Regions from separate parts of the Mus musculus genome. Here all the other regions are linked to region 3. Evidence: chromatin contacts called from public HiChIP or PLAC-seq and promoter capture Hi-C data. All regions are on one chromosome and are shown on one strand. Each heading gives the region's core, a stretch centred on a gene start, on an enhancer-like site or on the middle of the called end of the contact. The rest is flanking DNA. Distances are from core to core; before and after follow the strand shown. Region 1 holds the start of Mcee (methylmalonyl CoA epimerase). Region 2 holds the start of Ttc23 (tetratricopeptide repeat domain 23). Region 3 holds the start of Tm2d3 (TM2 domain containing 3). Region 4 holds the start of Adamts17 (a disintegrin-like and metallopeptidase (reprolysin type) with thrombospondin type 1 motif, 17).

Region 1 (2,789 bases), core at 19-2,518, 1.3 Mb after region 3:
TTTTGTGCTCTGGCTTTTGCTACAATATACATACACACAGTACTAAGGTGTTTTTGTTTTTGTTTTTGGACAGGGTTTCTCTGTATAGCCCTGGCTGTCCTGGAACTCACTTTGTAGACCAGGCTGGCCTCGAACTCAGAAATCCACCTACCACTGCCTCTGTGATTAAAGGTGTGCGCCACCATGCCCAGCTTTATTTATTTATTTTTTTTGCGCGGGGGTGGGGGGGTGGGGGGGTGGGGTGTTTGTGGCCCATGACTTTGCCTTGGAGACTTGTTTGTTAATGCAGACGAGGAATTTTGTGATTGACTGGAAAGGCTAGAGGGTTCCACAAAAACCAAATTCAACCTAAGAGCAGACTTGGAAAGATGACTAGTTTCCACAGGTGAGCAGACAGAACTCTCCAGGCCTTCCAGTTCATTCGCCTAACACCCTTTAAGCATGCTAGCTAATGGATTTGTCACAATTGTAGCAGAGTAACTCTGGAACCATACTGCCGTATATTTTCTTCCAGGTAGACAATCTCAGACTGAGGGTAGTAACTGCCATCATGAAGAAAGAAGAAAATGGAAGAGAAAGTGAGACAGGCGGGAAAGTTGGGCATCTGTCACCAAGATTCTGCTTATCGATAAAAGAGATGGAGGTCGAAAGAATTCAAGGAACTTACAAATCCTTCCGCTTGTTCCTTTCCTGCTCATGTCAGATGAAAACATTTAGTGTGGTACGTGTGTAAAACAGGCTTGGAGTCACTTTCAGGACTCGCCACTTTGCTCTTTTCTCCTATCTCTTAGAGCACACATATAATAAATAACTCAAGTCCCCTCTAGATTTACTGCAAGTCCTGACTTGCTGTGTTCCTAGGCAGATTACCTGTTTGGTCCACGTTTGCCAAGGGCAACCCCTGTGCACAGAGGACAATAAGGAACTCCCGTGCTAAGAGAGTGCAGCTCCGGGAGCCCAACACTTCAGACCCAGGCCTTGGCCACCCGCGGCCTCCCGTCCAGCGTGCCCCGCACCCGGAGCCCCTGATGGTGCCCCGTATTCACCTGTAGCGCCCGCAGCCAACGCGGCGGCCTTCACTACACGCCTCATGTCCAGAAGCTACAGGCTTGCACAGCGACCTAGGGCAGAGACAACTGGGAGAGTGGGCAGGGGGCGGGGACTGAGGCCCGGGGCGTGTCAAAGCTGAAGTGGGCGTGGAAACGGGGCAGGGACGGGGCGCGAGTCCGGGGTGCCCAATACCCTTCAGGGAGCTAGACCGCTGAAGAGAGCTGGGCGAGCAAGGGGCGGGGCGTGAGACCTGGGGCGGGGTCACGAGACGCGGAGCTTGACTGACGGCGGGACGAGCGGGGGAGTGGCGGGTGCGGCGTGAAGCGACCTTCTTTTTCGTTACATTAAAATACTTATTGTATCGAATGCAAAAGCAGAAAGCAATCACGCGACACCACTGTGGTCTTAGAAATACAAAACATTTGGAGAAAGTGCCAAGGCGCTTGAGATGACCAATGGCTCTTTTCGGTGGTCTGCCCCACCCCTACGCATGCCCAATAGAAGTGTTTGCGGCTATAGGCCGGAACCTGTGTGTGGCGGAACTTTAGGCTCTGAGCTTCAGGTTGCATAAGGCGTGTGTTTGGCGTACTGCTTCCGGCCGGCCGGCCGGCTCGCAGCACTCGCGTGGTGCCGTAGTGTGTAGCTATGGCGCCTCGCGTGTTTCGTCGACAGACTCTGGAACGGTGTCTGAGGGAAATCAGGAAAGCCACCAACCGACCGGAGTGTTTCCTCACGTAAGTACAGATCCAGGTCTGGGAGAGAGCAGCGCGCATCTCACCGGTGCTGGGCGGGCCAGCATATGGCAACTTCTGAAAGCCAGGAAGGGAAAGTACAGGTCGCTTAGCCCCAACTTCAGACAGTTTTTGCTCCGTTGGCCTGTCAAAATGCTAAAAGTAAAAGCGGCTCGGTGCAGATTTCCTAGTTGTGGGCTATTGCACTAAGCCCAGTTATTCGCGTCCAGAGAGGCTCATTGAGGGCGGAATATGCTTTCTGAATTTGTCCCCAAAATACACACTGAAAGTACGTACTTGTTGCTTGTCAATGCATTTTCATGACTTGTGGTGGAGACCCACAGCCAGACAGTAGACGAAGCTCGGAGAAGCCCGCAGAAGAGGGAGGAGGGGTGACTGTAGGAGCCATAGGGGTCCCAGGACACCACAAGAACATGGCCCACAGAATCCACTAACCAGGGCTCAGGGAGGGGCCCACAGAGACTTTACTGGCTATCAAGGAGCCTGCGCTGGTTAGCGCTGGGTCCTCTGCATATATATTGTGATTGTTAAGCTTGGGATTTTTGTGGAACTTGTAGCAGTGGCAGTAGGCTCTTGGAGCTCTTGTACCCCTGCCGGATTGCCTTGAAATGAGGGGTTGTGTTTGGTTGATATCTCTGGAAGCCTACTTTTTCTGAAGAGAAACGGAGGAGTACTGTGGATCTGGAGGAGGTGAGGAGGGAGAAGAGGCTGCAATTGGGATGCTTTGTAGGAAAGAAAAATAAATTTAAAAAAAATAGGAGAGACTTCTTTCTTCCCAGCACTTTGATTAAGTTCTGTAAAATTATGACTCTGACTTATTATTTTTTAAATATTTTTTATTATTACGTATTTTCCTCAGTTACATTTAGAATGCTATCCCAAAAGTCCCCCATACCCTCCCCACTACTTCCCTACCCACCCATTCCCCATTTTTTGGCCCTGGCATTCCCCTGTACTGGGGCATATAAAGTTTGCGTATGACTCTGA
Region 2 (2,821 bases), core at 15-2,514, 2.0 Mb before region 3:
TCAATGAACCTCTTGCTGCAATCAGAGGCAGCTCTGTCAAGGCCGCAGCAGCCTTGTAGAGTGTTACTTCCCTCTCCTGTGCCTACTGCAAATCCAAGGGCTCTGAGCTCCTGATGCACGAAGCATCACAGGTTGAGAGATGGCTCAGTGGTTAAGAGCACTGACTGTTCTTCTGGAGGTCCTGAGTTCAAATCTCAGCAACCACATGGTGGCTCACGGCCATCTGTAATGGGGATCCGATTCTTTCCTCTGGGGTGTCTGAAGACAGCTACAGTGTACTTACATATAATGATAATAAAATCTTAAAAAAGAAGAAATATGTAGACTCTTTCATTGAAAGTCTCTGAGCCCCGTTTGTCCAGAGCCTTGGTGTGAACTTCTGGAGTTTTACTGTTTTATGTCCTCATAGGCAAATTAAGTGTGACAATATAAGAAACAGTTCTAATATATTCCCGAACTTTATATTTTAATATTAATTAAAGTACCTCTGAGAACATGAATACTGGATTTCTTTTTGGGAGAATTTATCCACTTGCTGATTCTGATATAGCATACACAAAATTAGGTTTTGCTTGGTCATAGGCAAATCCACTCCTTAATTTTCAACTTTACAAATATTTGCCCAATTTGAGTTCAAAGTCAACTGTAATTTTTCTTCTCTAAGCAGATGGCTTGCATATTAGGTCTGTTACAATGCACAGACCCAACTATCCATTTGATTAAAAAAACCAAAAATATGAAATGTCTAAATCCACATTAAAGCAACAAATAACGGCAAAGCACAACTTTTTTTGACGCAAAATATGATCCACAATTAATTTTACTTACCTTACAAAATTCCACTGATAACCTGGGAATTGCATTTCCACCTTCATTCTAAAGACAAAAGAGCTCTGATGCCTCTCCCTCCAGCCACGCTCAGCACCAGGTGTTTCCTCTGGTTTTCTTTGGACGTTCCTTTAAAACTAGCAAAACAAAACACCTGGAAAGTTTCCTTAAGGCTCAGTATCTGCAACTTTGTCGTAAAATCCTTTGTGAGTTTAGCGGTCCCATGGAGAGAGAGTCCTTTTCCTTTTCACAGTTCTCTTGAAAATCTGAGTTGCCAATTTGGCTCCCTCTGTATCAAGTTAAGGATTCTACAGCCTGATAACCACAGACAAGTCTAAACAGAGCAGTTTCGTCCTAAAAAAAACCCAGCATTTTTCCATAAAGCAACCCGGTACTTAACAAAACTCCAGGCCAAAGAAAGAATGATAGCTTCTTCACCAATAGGGAGTGGAGAAGAGAAGTTTGTCAAACTTTGTAATCCAATCCCTGGAAGCCAGAGGTGGGAATTTTAGATCAGGGGCAGCCTTTTCCTTGGAATTTTCTTAAAGTGGTATCGCTGACTTGTTGAAGTTAAAAGTTGCCAGAGATTGTAAAATAAATAAATAAATAAATAAATAAATAAATAAATATTTTAAAAAATCCATTTAGAGTCTTATTTTTTAAATATGTAAATTGATCTTCCGCAAAACAACTAAATTTCTAACAGTGGTCATACTATCAATATAGGAATTTTAACATCAATTTGGAGAGGGAGTAAAAGCTATTTTAACATGATTCACTTTTCATGAGCAAAATTTGGACCTCAATGTGCAAAATTAAGACAAAAACTAAGAAGCTGACTCCAGAAATGTTTTCTATTATTCCTTTTCTTGTGAACTCCAATTATTAGTATTATATATACATGTATATTGAAATCATAATTACATCGCTTCCCTTTTCTTCCCTTCTGACCAAGCCTCCCATGTAGCCCTCCTTTGCTCTCTTTCATATTCATGGCCTCTTTTTTCTTTAATTGTTGTTGTTAGTTGAGAGAGAGAGAGTTTTCAGGGCTGGCCATTTGGTATTGGTTAATCAGTTGATGTGCTTTTCCTGGGGGAATACTATTTCTCCTGAGCTCAGCATTCTTTAGTTACCTGTAGTGTCATATTATTTTTACTTACAGATAATTAGATAGATGGCTGGATAGTTAAAATAAGGATGCCTAACAAGAAGCCCCTATGCAAATTAACAAACATCCTTTTGTTTTTGTTTTGTCGAGCCAGGACTGATCAAAAGCTCATCAATTTTTTTTAAAGGACAAAGAATAAGGTTTTCTGTTTGTTTTTAAAAAGATGTATTTATTTTATGTATGTGCATACACTGTCTCTCTCTTCAGACAACCCAGAAGAAGGCATCCGAGTCCATCAGATTAATTAGATGGTTGCGAGACACCATGTGGTTGCTGGAAATTGAACTGAGGACCTCTGAAAGAGGAGTCAGTGCTCTTAACCCCTGGGCCATCTCTCCAACCCCCAAAGGGTAAGTCCTAATGGGGGGCGGGGGATGGATTTGAGACACCTCATGTACATAATGGGTTTCGTCAAACAATAGAGTTAAGTCTTAGAGGAAATTTTAAAGATCGAAAGTTGTTGCATCTCTGTGCACTGCATTTAAAAAAATGTTCACTTTTCTTCCCTGGTACTGGGGCTTGACCTGAGTGCCTCTACTGAGCTACGCACCTGCACCCTTTCTTTTTGAAATACTTGTGATTGGTTTCACCTACAGCCTCAGCCTTAGAGTAGCAGAGGCTTGCTGCATCAGAACAATCGGGTTTTTAGTCTTAAGGTATTCATCGACCGTCTACTTAGCCATACAGGAACTGCCAGGTTATTTCACCAAATTGTGATTGTCCTCAGTTATTTCTCACACTAGGGCCTGTTTCTTTTTAAATTTTTATTTACGAGGCAGTGCCTTCACGTAGCTGAGGCTGGCCTTTACTCCTGTCTCCACTTTC
Region 3 (2,752 bases), core at 113-2,612:
CAAATCCAATCCAATGTCCTTTCCAGCAAAAGTTACTGATGGAAAAATGAAGCCCGGACACGCCCCCTTCGGCGCGCCCCCACCACAAAAATGACAACACCCTCAGCCCTCCAATTCTAGAAAATACTGGTGTTAGTATATACGTCGAAATAAAAATCTGTGAAATGCCTCTGCCAGTTTCAAGTCCAATCCCTGAAATAATAGGACTCCAAACAGATGAACCTAAAGAGCTAGCGGACAGTTAGCAAAACAGGAATACTTGGAAGTGACATGAAGTGGCTAACGCTATAAATACCATTTCCCACTATTGTTCCTATCTCCATGTGGCCCGAGGTTGGAAGGTTCAAATCACAAGGCTGAAAAGGCCTTAAATCAAGATAACTACAGTGGCTGCAAAGGTGAGGAAACAAAGATCCCTCAAAGCCCGATCTCACCCGGATTATCCTCCAGGTATCTATCCAACCTTCTTAACCCAGCACATCATATAACATTAGGGAAGCATTGTAGAGTTCGGTGTTTGGTTGGTTGGTTTTTAACTCAAGGGAAAACAGTACTGGCTAAAGAACTGGAAGAGAGTGGAAAATAAAAAATAAACAGAAACGAAGAGTCCTGTAAGGCTGGATGAAGAGGTAAGTCATAGATTTCAAAAAGACCAAAACTGTCTACTGAAAGCGGCTGTCTGCCCTTAATTTACATATCTAAACAACACCACATCTAACAGCCAAAACCAAAAGGCGACTTCTTATACTAAAGAAACCTGTATCGAAAACAAAGGGGGGCGGGCAACTACTCCTTATAAATATGCACATTTACTAGAATAGAAAACGTCTAGTACCTGCTGCCCTGGGAACTACAGAGAATGTACGTGTTGGGCCCGGATCCTTTATTGCCTGAGCCAGCGGCTGCGAATGCTCTAAATTTAAGGATCCTACAATTAGAAAGGCATGTTATCATGGGATAGGATACCCTTGGTTTGTGTGCTTAACAGGTAGGGGCTGCACTGGGCATCTACGGCTCAAGAAACGGAAATGACGGGGTCGACTGGGGTTCTGGGCTACCGACTCAGGGAACACCGGTTTTCGGGGCGGGCTGGAGCGCAGTGCTGCGGCCTCGGGCTGCGGCGCCCAGGCGTCGGTCGCCGGCCTCCTGCGGCTCCGGGGACCCCCTTGCCACCAGCTCACCCGGTGCGGCCCCCAGCCTTGAACTCACCATCTCCCGACAGAATGTAGCACTGGGACAGGAAAAGCAGCACGCGGGACAGGTGGCGGACAGACCGCAGCGGCTCGGCCGCAGCCTCCATTTTTGTCGCTGCGCGTGCGCACTTCCGGGCCAGGAGGCGGGGCTGTGGTGGGGGCGCGCCGAAGGGGGCGTGTCCGGGCGCGGCCCGCAGGCGCACTGCTGCGGGGCGCCGCCGGCGGGTGTCATTGCTTCCCAGCTCGGAGGTTGGGTGGTCTCCTTGTCGCCGTGCTCTGAGTGCTGTTGGCCAAGGGAAATGAATGAAACTGGGGACCCGCAGCAGCAGGAAGTAGCTCGGACCAGAATAGCCCCTCACTGCCTTTGAAGAGATGCCCTTCTCTTTCCATTGGGAGTCTGGGAAACGGTTGTGATGCGATGTGGTTAGCCCATTTTAGTTCCGCTGACCCATGAAGCCAGGGAAGCAGCTCCAAGAGTCCCATGCACCAGGACCCAGGGCTCCTGCCTTAGGTTTTACCACAGCCTGTTGGGGGACACGCGGAGTTTAGAGTTCCTCTGAGACTGGAAAAACAGGTTAGGTCTCAGGGCCTGGGACAAGAGCCAAGTGTGTGGAATTTTCACGTAGGAGCAGAGTCCAACCCCAAACTGGCCAGGAGAGCAACCTCGAGGAGGGGGAGCTGCTCTCTGCAACCTACGTTGTTTCTATGGCATATACTTCAGGAAGCATGCTGTTGGTATGTCTCTCTCTGTTGACTTGCACTTTGGGGTCCCCAAATTCCCACTTGCACATCTGATAAGTGAAAAAGTACATGAAATGGTGTTCGGCGCACAACAATCCTGCAGTAAATGTTAGCTTTAAAAATGGTTACAATTCGCACCCTACACCCTCACACTGGTTTCATCTATGATGCTTCACTCTTCATGTTCAGGAGAATCAATAATATATCAAAGACTGATGCTTCTCTGCATCTAATTTGAATTCTGCTGCACCTAGTGAAATAAATCTGTAACTAATTTCTCTTTGGCATAACGGTATTTTAATTAAGTGCCAAGACAATAAGGTTGAAATCGGAACTACAGGGTCTGGAGAGCTGAGTCGGCAGTTAGGAGCACTGGCTGCTCTTCCAGAGGACCTAGATTTGATTCCCTGCACCCACCTGCGGCTCACAATCACCCAGAACTACAGTTCCAGGAATCTGGCACCCTCTTCTGACCTCTATAAGCACAAGACACTCTTGCAGTGCCCAGACAACAGACAAAATACCCATGCACACAAAATAAAAATAATTTAAATATATCAGAAATGCAGTCCAGAGGCACAGACAGGCAAATCTCAGTGAGTTCTAGGCCAGCCAGAACTACATCGTGAAACCCAGTCTTGATTTAAAAAAAAAAAAATCAGAAATATACTCGATTCAACATACAAGTGAAACACCCCAGGAAAGCAGTGGTTCAACTCCAGGCAAGCGTCCAACAATGGAACATACCGAGGCTCTAGAAACACCATGTGATGCATTTTATTTAGGACTTTAGTGTTTCTAAAGATAAATATAATGAA
Region 4 (2,700 bases), core at 7-2,506, 1.1 Mb before region 3:
AGAAGAGAAGTGCTTAGATACCCCATTCCTAGACAGGGAATGAACACTTTAGAGCTTCCCCATAACGTGCAGAAAACATACACACCTGTGCTGATGCTGTCAGAGTGGGAACGACAGGTTCATATTCTTTCCTCTAGGTGAGCTATAGCTAATTTCTCAATGCAACCCCACCTCGGCCAGGTTCAGGACACAACAGAAGCCAGGACAATAACAGGCCTTCCCCTGTGTTCTCTCTCCTAGGAAGGCACAGTCTGAAAGGGCCAAGTGAAGGAGATGGGAAGGTAGGTCTTCTCCCGCCCAGCCCTCCGCGGGACCACCCCAGGAGAAGTAACAGACTGGGCAAGGCAGACCCATAGGGGGCGCGGGCAATACCAGGCCGCCGGCGGCGCCGCAGGCGCTGAGGGAGACGAGGGAGCCCGGGTGGCCCAGGACTCGTCCGGAGTAGAAGCACAGCTCGGCAGGATGTCCGCTGCGCCCCGAGACACCCGCCTCCTCCACCTCGAAGCCTGGGGACAGGAAACGCAGGTCGCGATGCAGCTGCAGGTATAGGTCGCGCCCAAAGGCCGGCAGGTGCAGTAGCAGGGCGCGCTCTCCTTGCCCTGCTCGATGGCCACCTGGAGATGCTCGCGGTCGCCGCCACCGCCGGAGCCCCGCTGCTCCCGGCAGCAACTGCAGGTGCACGTCCTCGGGGCGCAGCCGCCTCGGGAGCACCACCTCCACGTCGGCCGCCGCGTCGCCGACAGCTGCGGGGAGAGAGGACACGCGTCAGCACCAGCCTGGCCACCAGGGCTGCCGGCCGCTCCGGCGCTGACTCGCAAGGCTCCGTGGGTATCGCGCAGCCGTGACCCCGCACTCCCTTCCCTCCCCGAGCCGGGCCTCTCCAAGCTGGCGAAGCCACTCGATCGCACCGGGGGTCAGCTCGCCATCCGCGTGCCGAGAGGGAACCAGAGACCAGTTCTCCGGCCGCGGCCTTCACTCTCCTCCTCAGGGGATGCTGTCAGCGGTCCACCTATGCACCCGGGCGCCGGGATGCTTCGGGAAGGCACCGGGAAGGTGGCCGCGAGAGCTAGGAACGCTACCTGTGCCCGGGTCCAGCCCCCACACCAGCAGCAGCAAGGACAGGACGAGAGGGGGCAGCAGGGTGCCGTCACACATGGTACTTGGGACCAGCAGCCCCCAAGACTGTAGTGATAGAGCAGGGACTCGCGAGGCGGCGAAGCCAACCGGAGTGCAGCCCTGCAGCCTTTGGAAAAAGTAATTAGCGCTGCGGACAAACCCAACATGGTAAATACTAAGCCCCACCTTCTCCTTGGAAAGTAGGCGGTGATTGGGCTTTTGCTTTTCTCTGCCCCGCCTTCCCTGTCCGTATTGGTTAGGGCCGGTCGAAACCAACGTGCGTAGTTAGGTTGTAAGCACTTTCTTACACGTGGTTTCTAGGCAGTAGGTAGGCTGTGACACCAGGTGGCAGGCGCGAGCCGGCTCAGCTGCAGCATCTTGGAGCAGCCAGGAGGACACCAGCCTGGTCTTCAGTTTGTTCACATTTGGGAGATCACCTTTGAGGCTTCCTAGGAAGATAGGCCAGACCAACCAGTTCAGTACAAGAAAAAGAAAATCTCTATGTATTGAAGTGACTCCTATTTTTGATTAGTTTGGGCTGGAAAGACGCAGCCCAGTGTTCCTAGCACACCTGAATTCATGCCTGACTTCTATATCTATGGTGTTTGTCCACACCCCGCAGGCTTCTTGCAGTCTATACTTTCACAGAATCCAAGAAGGTGAGAGCATAATAACACTCCCCTGAAGACTGGGAAACTGAGAAAAAGGAAATGTAAGGAGCCTGCTTAAATTGGACAGCTAGTATCTGTCAGAGCCGTGTCTTGTGTCTGTGATCCTGACTTTAGGTCAGGTGTGTTTAGGGAGGTATATTAGCTGCGCTTTGCATCGCAGGACCCTGGAGAGCTGAGAGGCAGAGCCTGAACTTGAACCCAGCCTTTCACGAACAGAATGAGTGTTCAATTTTCCAGCAGAATCTAGCCAGATATTATCCCTAGCAGACCCCTATGGGTAATCCCATTGGCCTCTTTAAAATTGTCCTACAGATAGCAGGACTGACTGAGCACAGGGATACCACAGCAGTCACAGATGGCTCCTCATCTCTCCCTTTTTGTCTGTTTGCTTGCTTGTTTTCAAAAAGGCCCCTACTCACCCCTCATCACAGGATCCAGACTTCATCACAGGGCTGAATTACCAGAAAGCATCCAGAGACGAGGTAAACACTGGTGAGTTTCCCTAAGTTTGGTGCCCCTGTCCTGGTAAGCTGTCTGCAGCTCTCCACAAAGGCGTATCACAGAATGTGCTGCCGAGCCAGTCTCTGATCTAGTGGCTGTCACTCACCGGTTGGCACCCTCGGGTGACTGGCAGCATGGGTCAGGCTCTGTTGGTGGCTATGAATGAGTAGGGCTTTGCCTCACTTGACCATGAGAATTTGACTGTGACCTCAACCATGTCATGGGAAACAGGAAGAAAAGGAGAAGCCTTAGCCCTGTGTGAGTGTGTGTGTGTGTGTGTGTGTGTGTGTGTGGTCAGACAGCAGCTAGCTATTCTGACAGCCCAGGAATGTTTTTCTTCTGAGAGTTGTTCAGTTTTTTCTCTGTAAATCAAGGAGCTAAGCTATACTGCCTCCCCTTGGAGGGTGAACTT

What was found. Promoter capture Hi-C pulls out the DNA fragments that hold promoters and counts their contacts. HiChIP or PLAC-seq counts read pairs in DNA pulled down with a chosen protein or histone mark.
Region 1: a contact with region 3 is called in a promoter capture Hi-C map of pre-B cells, with 3 times the contacts expected there. The contact joins the promoter of Mcee here to the promoter of Tm2d3 in region 3. A contact is called at or near these places in 4 of 39 promoter capture datasets (the C10 cell line, erythroid cells, liver and 1 more), 1 of 484 Hi-C or Micro-C datasets (CD4 T cells) and 1 of 9 other capture datasets (liver).
Region 2: a promoter capture Hi-C map of pre-B cells shows a contact between it and region 3. The contact joins the promoter of Ttc23 here to the promoter of Tm2d3 in region 3. A contact is called at or near these places in 4 of 39 promoter capture datasets (the C10 cell line, embryonic stem cells, liver and 1 more), 1 of 484 Hi-C or Micro-C datasets (regulatory T cells), 1 of 115 datasets of contacts at active chromatin or transcription factors (astrocytes) and 2 of 9 other capture datasets (adipose tissue and liver).
Region 4: an HNF4G HiChIP or PLAC-seq map of pancreatic cancer cells shows a contact between it and region 3. The contact joins the promoter of Adamts17 here to the promoter of Tm2d3 in region 3. A contact is called at or near these places in 2 of 39 promoter capture datasets (hippocampal neurons and pre-B cells), 2 of 115 datasets of contacts at active chromatin or transcription factors (astrocytes and pancreatic cancer cells) and 1 of 9 other capture datasets (liver).

Annotation. Positions count from the first base shown.
Region 1 is chr7:64,391,101-64,393,889 of GRCm38.p6, reverse strand. Mcee (methylmalonyl CoA epimerase) reads right to left here and starts at 1,268. Exons shown (of 3, transcript NM_028626.2): 1 at 1,047-1,268. The coding sequence starts at 1,092. It overlaps Mphosph10 (M-phase phosphoprotein 10 (U3 small nucleolar ribonucleoprotein)), which reads left to right and starts at 1,654. Exons shown (of 11, transcript NM_026483.2): 1 at 1,654-1,784. The coding sequence starts at 1,696.
Region 2 is chr7:67,645,853-67,648,673 of GRCm38.p6, reverse strand. Ttc23 (tetratricopeptide repeat domain 23) reads right to left here and starts at 1,264. Exons shown (of 11, transcript NM_001168475.1): 1 at 829-1,264.
Region 3 is chr7:65,692,027-65,694,778 of GRCm38.p6, reverse strand. It overlaps Tm2d3 (TM2 domain containing 3), which reads right to left and starts at 1,362. Exons shown (of 5, transcript NM_026795.3): 1 at 1,210-1,362. The coding sequence starts at 1,300. It overlaps Gm33234 (a long non-coding RNA gene), which reads left to right and starts at 1,337. Exons shown (of 2, transcript XR_391545.3): 1 at 1,337-1,928. Tarsl2 (threonyl-tRNA synthetase-like 2) reads right to left here. Exons shown (of 19, transcript NM_172310.2): 19 at 2,686-2,752.
Region 4 is chr7:66,838,291-66,840,990 of GRCm38.p6, reverse strand. Adamts17 (a disintegrin-like and metallopeptidase (reprolysin type) with thrombospondin type 1 motif, 17) reads right to left here and starts at 1,256. Exons shown (of 23, transcript NM_001033877.4): 1 at 1,080-1,256; 2 at 373-743. The coding sequence starts at 1,155. Gm33627 (a long non-coding RNA gene) reads left to right here and starts at 1,200. Exons shown (of 4, transcript XR_391554.2): 1 at 1,200-1,284; 2 at 2,195-2,279.